Linked DNA regions of Zea mays: region 1 is linked to region 2. Evidence: chromatin contacts called from public Hi-C data. All regions are on one chromosome and are shown on one strand. The core of a region is the stretch at or near the end of the contact, and the rest is flanking DNA. Distances in the headings are between cores, read along the strand shown.

Region 1 (6,208 bases), core at 3,155-5,654, 190 kb before region 2:
CTATATCATATTCGGTTCTCTGCCCCACCTCCCTCATCCTGTGTTGCCACACCCTATGCTCTCGCAGCCACTGCCTATACCTCCACGTGGCACCATTGGCTTGGCCACCTTGGTCACGACGTCCTATCCAGACTCTCGGGCATCTCTATGGCTCGACAATCCCCTACCCTATGGCAACACTGCGTTGCCATGCTTGTCAGCTTGGCGTCAGACTTGCTTACCCTTCTCTTCCATGTCCTGAACCGCTCACCCCATTGATGTCGTCCATTGTGACCTTTGGAGATCCCCGATACCGAGCATTTCCGGTTACCAGTACTATCTGGTCATCCTAGATGATTTCTCTCACTACCTATGGATTTTCCCCCTCCTTCGTAATTCTGGCACCATCACCGCCCTATCTCATTTATTCGCATGGGTGTTGACTCAGTTCGGTTGCACCATCCAGGTTGTGCAATGTGAAAACGGGCAGAAGTTTGATAACTCCACATCTCATGCCTTCTTTCTCTCGCGCGGCGTGCAATTGCGGGTACACCTCCCCTCAGAACGGTAAGGCCGAGCCCATGATTGGCGCCATCACCAACCTCATTCGCACCCTCCAATTCCAGGCCTCCTTCCTACTCATTACTGGGTTGAGGGTATCCACATCGCCACCTATTTCCTGAACCACCTCCCCTCCAAGGTGATCAGTCATCCACTCCTTTCTTCGCCTTTTTGGCACCACCCCTTCCTATTCGCACCTCCACCACCGCTCCCCACAAACTTGGGCCCATATCCACTCGCTGCCTTTTCCTCGAGTGCTCTGATCACAAGGGGTACTAGTGCCTTGATCTTCTCACCTATTGCATCATCATCTCTTAAGTCTCGACATGTTGTTTTCGATGAAAACGCCTTTTCCCTTGCAGGCTCCTCCACACCTCCTGGCCTCGACTCTATCCCTAACTAGGCGGTCCACCAGCTGGATGTTAAGAATGTCTTCCTTCACGACACTCAGATCGAGATGGTGTATTGTAGCCAACCCACCAGCTTCGTGAACTCAACTGGCCTGAGTATGGTGTGTAAGCTTAACTACTCTTTGTATGGCCTCAAGCAGGCGTCGTAGCCCGGGTACAGTCGCTTTGTCTCCTACTTGGTCTCCCTTGGCTTCGTTGAGGCCATGTCGAACACATCCCTGTGCAACCTTCGGCATGGCGACGACATCGTCTACCTCCTCCTTTACCTTAATGACATCGGCTCACGATGTCCAGTGTCATTCTCCTCTAGCGCACGATCGACACAGCACCCGAGTTCGCGATGAAGGACTTGGGCTCTCTCCACCACTTTCTCGGGGTCATCGTGGAGCGCGGCCCCCGGGGCCTCTTCATTCACCGACGCTAGTAGGCCATTGACTAACTGGAGCGGGCTGGCATGTACGACTGCAACCACGCCTATTTACACTCAAGCGAAGGTCTCCGACGACGCCGGGCTCCATGCCTGTTGACACTCAAGCGAAGGTCTCTGACGACATCGACGCCCTAATCAACGACGTGACGTCGGGGCACCTAAACCCATCCCAACATAGCAAACACGGTCTAGCAAGTGTGCCTTCACATGCATACCCCGTGCGAGCCCCACCTCATCGATGCCAAGTGGATTCTTCGCTACCTCCACGCCACTCTCGACTACAGTCTCCTTATTCGGCCCTCTCCGACTTCTGAGTTGGTCATCTACACTGATGTTGATTGTGTCGATTGCCCCGACACGCGTTGGTCTACTTCTAGCTATGTCGTGCTCCTGGGCACCAACCTCGTCTCCTGGTCCTCGAAGCGGGAACCTGTCTTCTCCCGCTCTAGTGCTAAGGTCGTGTATCGCGCTGTGGACAACGGTGTGGCAGAGGCACCTTCATCCGCTGTCTAGGAGCTTCACAACCCTCTCGCACGTGCCACCTTCGTCTACCGCGACAACGTCAACGCGATCCACCTCTCCACCAATCCTGTGTAGCACCAACGCACAAAGGACATGGAGATCGATCTTCACTTCACCCGCGAGCGTGTCGCATCGGCGATGCCCACGTCCTCCGCATTCTAAACACTTCGCAGTTTGCCGACATCTTCACCAAGGGCTTCCCTTTCATGGTGTTCTCTGAGTTTCGGTCCAGTCTCAACATTTGTACAAGCTAGAGTTGTGACTCCGACAGTGTCAGAGGATCACGTATCTATTCTATTGTAATGGGCTTTGGCTCAGCCCATAGACTGGTAATATATATACTCTCAGTCTACCCTAATTAGGATTAGGTTTTCCCTCAAACCACTGCTCTAACAAGATAGGTAAGGTTGCTGAAGATAGCCTAACAATCATAATATCTTCAAATAGATTATGAACTTTTGTGATGCTAAGGAAAAGGCTGGAAGCATACAAACATAATTCTAAACGAATGTGTGGAGATAGTTTACCTTTGAAGGTTTACCAGCAGACAAATTTTCCTCTTCTCTGACACGCTTTCTTTTCTTGTATTTCTACAATAGATAAGACACATGAAAAAGTATTTGAGCGCCAATGATGATAGGGCAGTAGCTTAAGTTACAAAGGAAAACCGACAACATCGGTTATCATTTCTAGATAAGTGTTCAAAAAATTTTATGGCCAAAGTAACCCAAAGTTTAGGACCTTATCCGAGTTTATGACATCACTACCAGAACAGTGATCCTTAATGAATTCCATCAGAAACAATACAAGTTCCTCCTGAAAAGAAACATAAATGTTTTGTAATGTGCACCCTCGGGCAGGTGAGAATAGAAAATTCAAGTTTTTAAGTTGGACCAACCTTCCTATTAGCTCTTGAGCCAATTAAATCAAACGAGCGACACAGTTCGATAAGTGTATCTCTTTTACATCTGTTGAGCTTCTCCAGTAGCTCTGCCCGTGATTTTTCCTGTTGTCAAGTCAATACCATGTCCAGTATCAAATATGTTGTTAACATAATAATGGACAAGAAAACACACTGATTCAGTACTGCCAAGCTGTTACCAAATCACAACATACCTCTTGATCCTTACAATCATGCTGAATGAGTTGGAGAATTTGTTCTCTTAAGTCAGTTACCTGGTATGGTTAACCAAACTAGGAGTTATTCCAGAAGATTGAAGACACAATCTATAACCATCTCACTCGATTTACACTTAGCAAACAGATATACTGCATACTCAATTCCTAGATTTGGTTCAGTGCTACAATAAAGAAGCACATCCTTCGAATTCACAGCTTCAACATCTATTTATACCATGCCAGTAAGAATCATTAAGACAGTGATGAGTTTTTACGGGCTGAGGGAACAGTTAGGTGCTTACAGTGATGGTCTAAGCATCGCCAATCTATCAATGCAAGTGTAGAAGGTTGCATCAATACACCTATCAATAAGCATGTCACGTGTACCTACTCAATGAATGAGCCAGACCTTGTTTCAGTGGCCAGTAAAGTTTCCTTTGCCTAAAAGACCAAACAATTAACATGGATACATGAGGAACAAGCTAATGCGCCTTGTGGAAGTTGCTAGTCTATCTTTGACTTTGTAATGTTTTGCATGCAAAATTATGCAAATGCAGTACAGTAACGAGGTGTGAATGCTAAGGCCCTCCAAGGCAATGGAACTTAGTAGTCCATTTAAATGGTTGAATCTGATTTGAATAAAGACAAAGCCACATGTAACGAAATTCAGCTTGGCATCTCTGTACCAGCCAAAAAACCTACCGATTCTTTCTCAAAGAAGACCCAAGTAGGCTGCTTCATCAACTTAGTCTCGGACGCATCCTATAGAATGGCAAAGAAAACATAGCAACCATCAGGGGCGGTCGAGTAAAGGACATGGGTGTACACACATGTACACCATATAATTTCTGCAAGGCGATCGAAGTTAGTAGCCATATTGTATGCATATACACCTGAAATTAGATCAGATCCGAATACAAATAGTAAGATAGTGTTTGTGGGCACAGTTTCACACAACAGGAAGGGAAGGAGGGCGTACCTGGTGGCGCTCGTCGCCGGCGAAGGGGCCGAATAAGACCTGAGCACCTGGCGTAGCCGGCAGCGACGGCCGTTCAGGCGTTGCGCTGTGGTGGTGATTGGAAGAAGAAAATCCAGGTTGCAGCATAGAGGCAGATCGGGTCCGTGTAGAGCCCGTCGATCTACCTTGGTGTGCTGCCTGTCGTCTGCTCCGCCCGACCGAAGCTCACCGTGCTGGTAGTAAACCGGCTCGCCCAGGGGAGCTGTCACTTGCTGCTTCAGGCAGCGTCGGGGCTCGGGCGGGCGCGGGCAAGGTGCCAAGGTCGGCCAGCGGCACGCTCGGCTCGACACAGTGCGGAGGGGAGCGGGAGGAGCCGAGGACGAGGAGCCGCTGAGGAAGGCAAGGGAATGTATTTAACTTTATTTACCGTTGGCACTGCTGTAGCAACGTTTTTATTTTGCAAAGTTTTAGTTGACATAAAACATATCATTTTATTAAAATATAAATACATCAAATTAGAACATAAAATCTACATAATTAATGAAAAAACAAAAATTATATAAATTAAAAAATACATAACTAAAAAAACTAATTTTACTTGCTTATATTCCTTTTCTGTTTATTATGTCGCTTCTTTCTTATCTAATTTTACTTGTTTTGTCATTTTTTTAGGATCAACTCGAATGGGTGTTTTATATCCTGTCTATATCGGTGTAGTAATTTAGTCTTATATAAGCTTTTAAATATCTGTTTTCTCTATAAATAGAGACTGAATGCTACTTGTTGGGTCTTTTTTTCGTTGAGCTCTTGCCTGCAATAGAGTATAGTGCGTCTATACTTACTTATTATGAGGCACATCTTTACACGCTTAAATTTAGACAAAATCTTTTAGGCCCTGTTTGTTTTCTTTTATTTTGTGGAGTTGAAATCTTACTAATGAAATATGTTATTTTTTTAAAATGTGATATTCCACCACTTTTTAAAGTTATCATATAAGTTTATTTCAAATTCATGGGATGAGAGATGGAAATTGATTTTATAGATTTATATACTATTTTCCCGATGTACAACTTATAACACAATCTTCTACTTGCTTCGTTATAATATAAATGTAGTATATAACTATCTTTCTCATATGATTTAGAATAATATACAAATATATTACATATATAAATATTTGAACTTAATTAGTTTTGTCTAAATTATAATTATTAAAACGGAATTCAATTCCAACGAAACAAACTGGTCCTTATAGTTTTACTCCCATCACTCATGTCGTCGTCACCGTGCCTCGCACCTAGGCCTGGGCAAAAAGAACCGGAACCGAGGAACCGAACAGAAATAACCGAGAACCAAAACCAAACTAACCGAAACGAAGGAACCGTTATGAAATTCAGTTCTGGTTTTTTTGAGAACCGAAATAAATGAGATATTTTCGGTTCTGCACTCCAAAGAATCGAAAGAACCGAAAAAAACAAAAGTATTAGATTCAATTTGTTACATGTGTTTGTAACTTCGGATGTTGTTTTATCGACTTATGTTGAACCTCTAATCATCCATGTATTATCTATGAAATTATGGTCATTGTGCACTCGTGGTTGTTTGCGGGGAGATGTTGCTGAAATTTCTCACAAAAGTTGTCGTTATTCAGAATTTTAGAGTGGTTGTTACAGTTCGGTTAGAACCGAGGAACCGAACCGAAGAACCGAGAACCGAACTAGTCGGTTTTGATTTCTTTATCTTGCTATTTCGGTTCTAGTTTTTGAAGAACCGAATTTCTACAAGAACCGAGGAACCGAACCGAACGCCCAGTCCTACTCGCACCAGTAGGGGAGCGGGGAGCTGGCAATCTTTGACGCCTAAAGGCACCATCTAAGGGCTTGTTCGGTTAGCTCTCAATCCATGTGGATTGAGTGGGATTGGGTGGGTTTAAATCCCAAGCAAGTCAAAACTCTTCTAATTTTTTTCCAATCCCATACAATCCATGTATAATGGGAATAACCGAACAAGCCCTAAGTGCATATGTATCCCATATCAAATTATATACACCGTTAATTTTTAGAGCCAAATGACAATAGTATACTAGTAAAACGACTTCATAAAACAGGCCACAATAAAAGAAAAATACCTAATTATGGATAATTTCTTCCACCGATAAACTCAAGATGTTATTAAAAAGACAAAAAAAAAATAGAACAAAAATACACAACATACCACTCGCATTGATAG
Region 2 (6,593 bases), core at 3,979-6,478:
GAGACAATCTATGGAGAACAAAATTTTACCTTTTACGCCTCTTTGTAGGGAAAAATGAGAACAAAATCTAGTGTTCACTCTATTCACTACTCGATGATGACAATGTGGCTTCAATAAACTTTTCTGTGTAGTATTAAAGGTGCTTGATTCTCAATGGCTTGCAAGGCGAGCTAGTTATATGGAATTTAATGTGAGCATATTTCCTTAGGACAACAGTTTATGTACGGTAATGGTTTACCATGTCATTATCTACTTTGAGTTGATTAATTTATGTCCATATTATTACGAGGTTAAGTCCACACAGGTCCAGTTAGAGCAAGATCTTACTATCTTAGTATCAGATGTATTTCTCGCATTCAAGTTAGCGTTGTTTGTACTTCACAGGAAAAGAGATACATTACATTTTAGGTTTCAATATTTTGCCTTATATTTATTGTCCATTCTTTCACTGGATTTTCAAGACGTGGCATTATGTATGTTCATGTATGTATGATGCCCTGAAGAAGTAAACGATTGTCTGCAACTCCTGACATCAAGATGTGATGTTGGTGTATTTTGGTCGGTCGTGGAGACGTGGATGCGTCGGCGGCGGAGGCCAAGGCCGAAGCCCTGCCGCCGATGTCGCTGCTCCGACTAGCCACCAGGTTCCGCGTCCTGCTACTCAAGTGGTGGAAGACCAATTAAGGCCCAGGCGGCGGACGGGGTTGGGCACGTTCAGGTGCCAAGGTTGCCAGCGGTGGTGAGCAGAATTGGAGCATGTTATGGCACTGGCATGGTGGCGAGATGAGAGGAAGCGTGGAGCTGAGCAGGCAGAGATGGGAGATAAGAGAGACGGCATGCCACGGAATGTGAGAGACGTTGCGGTGGGGATGGCTGCAGCCATACAAATCAAATCGGACGAGGTGGCGGTGGGGATGGCTGGAGCTGTACAAATCAAATCAGACGGCGTATAATTTTTTGCTTACGTGGACCGGCTGGAAGGCGACCTTTGCGTCCGAATCTATTATATAGAAAAGTTGCTACACGGTGACAAAGTTGTTTTATAAAATTTTCATGGCCGCTTGCACGGTTTGCACGAGATGCTTTGTTTGCACCTGATCCGTTCACATTATTTACTAGTAACTTTAGCTCGCGCCTCACGCGAGCGGTCGATGTTTTTACGTATTTCAGAGCGTTACTTTGGACATATGAACAATAAAATATGCAGATACACATAGAAGTGACACAATTATCTGAAATGACAACTGATCACAGTAGTAGAATGTTTCAATCTTTTTATATTAGTTCAAATGATGGATTTACAGTCAGGTGACTGAATGCAGTGATTACTAAAATATTTCAGTATCATTCAGATTCATTCTCCTTCGCACTACCTTCAGATTATAATTCATAAGGAGACAATCTATGGAGAACAAAATTTTACCTTTTACTCCTCTTTGTAGGAAAAAATGAGAACAAAAGGTAGTGTTCACTCTGTTCACTACTCGATGATGACAATGTGGCTTCGATAAACTTTTCTGTGTAGTATTAAAGGTGCTTGATTCTCAATGGCTTGCAAGGCGAGCTAGTTATATGGAATTCAATGTGAGCATATTTCATTAGGACAACAGTTTATGCACGGTAATTGTTTACCATGTCATTATCTACTTTGAGTTGATTAATTTATGTCCATATTTTTAGGAGGTTAAGTCCACACAGGTCCAGTTAGAGCAAGATCTTACTATCTTAGTATCGGATGTATTTCTCGCATTCAAGTTAGCGTTGTTTGTACTTCATAGGAAAAGAGACACATTACATTTTAGGTTTCAATATTTTGCCTTATATTTATTGTCCATTCCTTCACTGGATTTTCAAGACATGGCATTATGTATGTTCATGTATGTATGATGCCCTGAAGAAGTAAACGATTGTCTGCAACTCCTGACATCAAGATGTGATGTTGGTGTATTTTGGTCGGTCGTGGAGACGTGGATGCGTCGGCGGTGGAGGCCAAGGCCGAAGTCCTGCCTCCGATGTCGCTGCTCCGACTGGCCACCAGGTTCCGCGTCCTGCTACTCAAGTGGTGGAAGACCAATTAAGGCCCAGGCGGCGGACGGGGTTGGGCACGTTCAGGTGCCAAGGTTGCCGGCAGTGGTGAGCAGAATTGGAGCATGTTATGGCACTGGCATGGTGGCGAGATGGGAGGAAGCGTGGAGCTGAGCAGGCAGAGATGGGAGCAGGTAGAGATGGGAGATAAGAGAGACGGCATGCCACGGAATGTCTGCAGACATACAAATCAAATCGGACGAGGTGGCGGTGGGGATGGCTGGAGCCGTACAAATCAAATCAAACGACGTATAATTTTTTGCTTACGTGGACCGGCTCGAAGGCGTCCTTTGCGTCCGGCTCTATTATATAGAATTTGTTTTATTATCCCTACCCTAGTTAGAAGGCTGGAAGGCGCACCCGTACACGGTATTGCCGGCCCCTCAGCGAGGGTGAGCCGTTGGAGAGTGCCTAAGTTGGAGGTGAGATGCAAGCTCCCATGTCACGTGGTTCCCGTTTAGCCTAGCCATACCCCCCAGTTGCCATGCTTTGCCGCATTGGTGTTGCCGGCCGCGTCTATTCATGGCAGGCATCTATTGTAAGGGCCATCACATTCACCTTTTCCATTGCATGCACACTACGGGTTATGGCGGACTGGGGATGGTCATGGGCCGGCCATCTCTAGCCCACTCCTGAGAAGAAGAAAAGGTAGAGCAAATCCAAAGGGCGCTTTAAAATTTCCACACCCAAATGGCCAAATTAGGATCGATTTGTGGTCCCGCTCAGATCCACGCGTACGCGTTCCAGTTTCCGTCGCTATTTCTCCTAAACTTTTAGCATCTCCATCTTAGTGCAGTTGTCCGTGCATTAACACAGTTTAAGAAGAACATAAAAGAGTGTAGCATACATATACACACTGGAGTCTGGAGATGGAGCTTCGTTCGTCCTAGGTCCTACTACCGTACCGTCAATCTATGACGAACTTTATCCACTCCAAAACACACACACACAACACAAACAAACAAGATACTCTGACAACACATGAAGCAAACCAAACGCCATAAAAAAACAGTGAAAATAGGGCTGGCGAAAATAAAAATACAGCTTAATATACATACATACACGAGCACTAGGAATAATTTTACAGCAGTGGTCGTGGTCGTGGACACGGAGAGCGCGTGACACGAGATGTCGCGTAGCGGAGACGAGCCGGTGACATCACATGACGCTGCACGCAGCGCTGGGCTCTTCGTCCTCGTAGTACTGCTGGCCGTACGGGTTCCGGCCGTAGCCGCCACCATAGGGCCAGTGCCCGGCGGGGCCGCCCCCGCCGCCGTAGTACCCGCCAGTAGGCGGGCCGCTGTAGCTGCCGTATGGCTGCGCGCTGTAGCCCCACTCGGGGGCGGGCGGCCAGATGGACGGCGCGCCCCCCATGCCCTGCTGCTGCGGCATTGGCGCCATCGCCGGCATCGGCATCCTCACGGGCGCCGCCGCGGCCATCGACATCGCCGGGCCCGTGCGGGGCGCCTCCAGCCGCGCCGCGATGGGGGTGTTTGTCGTCCTGACGATCTTCGGCTTGCCGTCGCCGTGCCCGTGCCCGTGCGCGTGCGCGTGCGCGTGGCGGCCGGCCGGCTCGTCCATGTCCAGGTCGTCGAAGTCGTCGTCCATGTCCATGTCGTCGAACTTGACGTGCTTATTCTTACCCGGCTTGCCTCCGCCGCCGTGCCCGCCATGGCCTCCGCCTCCGTGCCCGCCGGCCTGGCCATGGCCGTGCCCGTTGCCTCCGCCGCCGCCGCCATGGCCTCCGCCTCCGTGCCCGCCCTGGCCGTGCCCGTTGCCGCTGGCCTTCCCTGGCTTGGGCGCCTTGCCGGGAGCGACGGCGCCGTGCTTCTGTTGTTTCCCTCCGCCTCCGCCTCCGCCCCCGCCCAAGCCGAAGCCGAAGCCCCCGACGACGTGTATGTCGGTGATGACCTTGCCGGCGTCGGCGGTGAGCCTGTCGGCGACCTCCTCGGCGTCGAAGGGCCCGGACACCGTCACCGTGTTGTTCTTCTCGTCGTAGGAGATGGTCCTGATGCTCACCTTGTCTGTGGACGAATGGTGGGCACAGATGATAAGATCAGCTCAGGCTCATGATTCCGTTGGAGAACGAGGGTCAGAACTCAGAACAGTGGCTTGTGACCGAGGATCCGTGACAGGAACAAACAAACGAACGAACGAACCTTGGACCTTGCAGAGGACCTTCCTGATCTTCTTGTAGCACTTGTGGCACTCAAGATCCACCCCCATGACCACCGTCGACATCTGAAGAACGCAAACTACTCTGGTTCTTCAGTTCCATACACACAGTCAGATGTACATAAAAAAGAAGCTCGAGATTGAAGAATGTTCTCCCCCCCAATGGGAAGCAGAGGAGAGCAGTAGCTAGAGATTATAGTGGTAACATGCTAGCTAACTGGTCGAGGTAGGCAGAGTGCTTCGCAAGCTAACTAGATATCCCTGAACCTGAATGGAATGGTGTATTGTACAGTGGTGCGCCGGTTGGTCCGTTTCGCAGAAAGAAAAAAGGAGAAGGAATCAACCGCGTTGCTTGTTGTCTACTTCACGCGTGGTAATCGAGTAGCGGGGGAGGCAGCATCAAGTTACTTTACTAGTATCTTGGGAACAAATTCGTAGCTTAGGCGGCAGAGGTTTGAAGCAGAACTAATAACAAGCTGAAGAGATGGTGAGAACGGAGGTGTCACAAAATTCTCCCCTCTGTTCAATTTATGCAACACGGGTTATGGAGAAATGCGAAAAAAAAGCAAAAAAACAAAGCAAAGGTGGCCGTCTAGCTGAGTCGCTTGCTCAAAAGATCCCGGGCAAAGCTATACGTGCAGATATGCATGGCAGGAGATGAGTTGCCATGAGGCCATGACTGCATGAGAGAGAGAGAGAGGAGGAGGGAGGGAGGGAGAGAGATGGAGGTTGCTTACCTTGTGCTGGCTGCTGTGGACGCCTGGCCAAAGCTAGCTCTCTCTGTGCCTGCCACCTTTGTTGCTGGTGCACGAGGAGAAGAGATAAGAAGGTAGAGAGGGGATGGTGTTGTACTTGTTTGTGCCTCAGCACTCTGCTCGGCTCGCTTTTGTTGAGACGACGCCACCACACCACCACCAGCAGCAGCAGATGATGATTGGCACAGGCAGGCTGGCGCCGTGACGCTCTCGATTGCTCTTAGCGACTAAGCCTCTGTATGTAAGCACCACGCTTTATTTGGCGGACACCCGCTCCGCCTGGTCTCCCTCCCTCATGCATATCGCCCTCCATCATCTACCATGCATGCACAAGCTGTTCAGTGCATCTGCTGCTGTTGATAGTGCTAGCACCCTTACCCGGGAACTAAGCAAAATGCGGTGCAGTGGAGCTAGCTTTGGCTGGTAAACTAATCCATTCTCCCTGGTCCCGCCGCGGGCTCCTGCCTGCCTGCCTGCTCTACTGACGACGTCTGCCACTAGCTTATTTATGGCTTTATCTAGCTAGCAAAGGTGTCTATGTTATAACAAAAGAAAAACATTCCAGAGCAAAGATCATTAGTAGTACTAGTAGTAAAGGTGCTGGGATTCTGTCGAGTGAGTAGGCGAGAAACGAGTCACGTAGTTTCCATGGGACAAGAGAGCGGATCAGTGCGTGGTGGGGTTGTTGCTGCACACTCATGCTAGTGGATCGCAGCATTGGGGTTGCCACTACTCCGTTTAAGTTTTTTTTTTTTTTTGCCGTTCGTGCATGAAACAGGTGCCGACGTGATACGTCCTTGGGTTTAATGTGCTGGTGTGCCTTCGCTCTCAACTCAACTGCACTCGGAAAAGGAAATGCTGGGCCTACGTCACCGACGCCTTCCATACCCCAGTCCCAGAAAACGCTCTCAACAAGCAACACTCCCCTTCCCTGAGTTCCCACACGCACACGCACGGTATCTTCCTTTCTGCCATGGTAGACTACTTGCATCGTTTTCGACCAGGCTGCCTTTCGCAACACATCCTTACGCCTACCAAAAGGCCTGTGGGCTGTTGCATCTGGAACCAACACCAGCTTTTACCTGATAACCCCTGCAGATCCAGATTCCACTGTCCAGACGCGCCGCGGCGGATGCAAAAATAACAAAATATATCCCGCGCAACTTTATCATCATCAACCAACGGGGACGGCTGCACAATGATGACGCAGCTCAGCTGTCCCTGCTTGGACCAGCAAATCATTGCATCGACAACCCCCACACAAATCTGCAGTGCAAAGCAACGCCTCAACCACCTGTCTCATCGAGGGTTACCAGTGTTCACCTTAGCTATAACCTCAATCAACCATACACAACAAAAACAATGAGGGCTTGTTCGTTTTGCTCTCAATCCATGTGGATTGGGTGGGATTGGATGGGTTTCAATCCCAAACAAGTCAAAATCTTTCACAATTTTTTCCAATCCCATCCAATCCACATGTGATAAGAATAACCGAACAAGCCCTGAATCGGCAGGTTTTTCCATCCCAAGCAAATACAATGAAGTTCTGCAGCAGTATAATGATAGTGTGTGTACATA

Evidence for each region. Hi-C and Micro-C count contacts between places; a contact is called where the count stands out from the background.
Region 1: a contact with region 2 is called in a Hi-C map of tassel, with 3 times the contacts expected there. The contact joins the promoter of LOC103636280 here to the promoter of LOC100279592 in region 2. A contact is called at or near these places in 4 of 25 Hi-C or Micro-C datasets (bundle sheath, ear, leaf and 1 more).

What each region holds. Positions count from the first base shown.
Region 1 is chr1:72,826,166-72,832,373 of Zm-B73-REFERENCE-NAM-5.0, reverse strand. It overlaps LOC103636280, which reads right to left and starts at 4,404. Exons shown (of 10, transcript XM_008658646.2): 1 at 4,001-4,404; 2 at 3,724-3,783; 3 at 3,019-3,078; 4 at 2,801-2,908; 5 at 2,644-2,718; 6 at 2,430-2,492. The coding sequence starts at 4,126.
Region 2 is chr1:72,632,013-72,638,605 of Zm-B73-REFERENCE-NAM-5.0, reverse strand. It overlaps LOC100279592, which reads right to left and starts at 5,228. Exons shown (of 3, transcript NM_001317831.1): 1 at 4,998-5,228; 2 at 4,245-4,326; 3 at 2,884-4,109. The coding sequence starts at 4,326. The coding sequence ends at 3,244. It overlaps LOC103636270, which reads right to left. Exons shown (of 3, transcript XM_008658634.4): 3 at 6,519-6,593.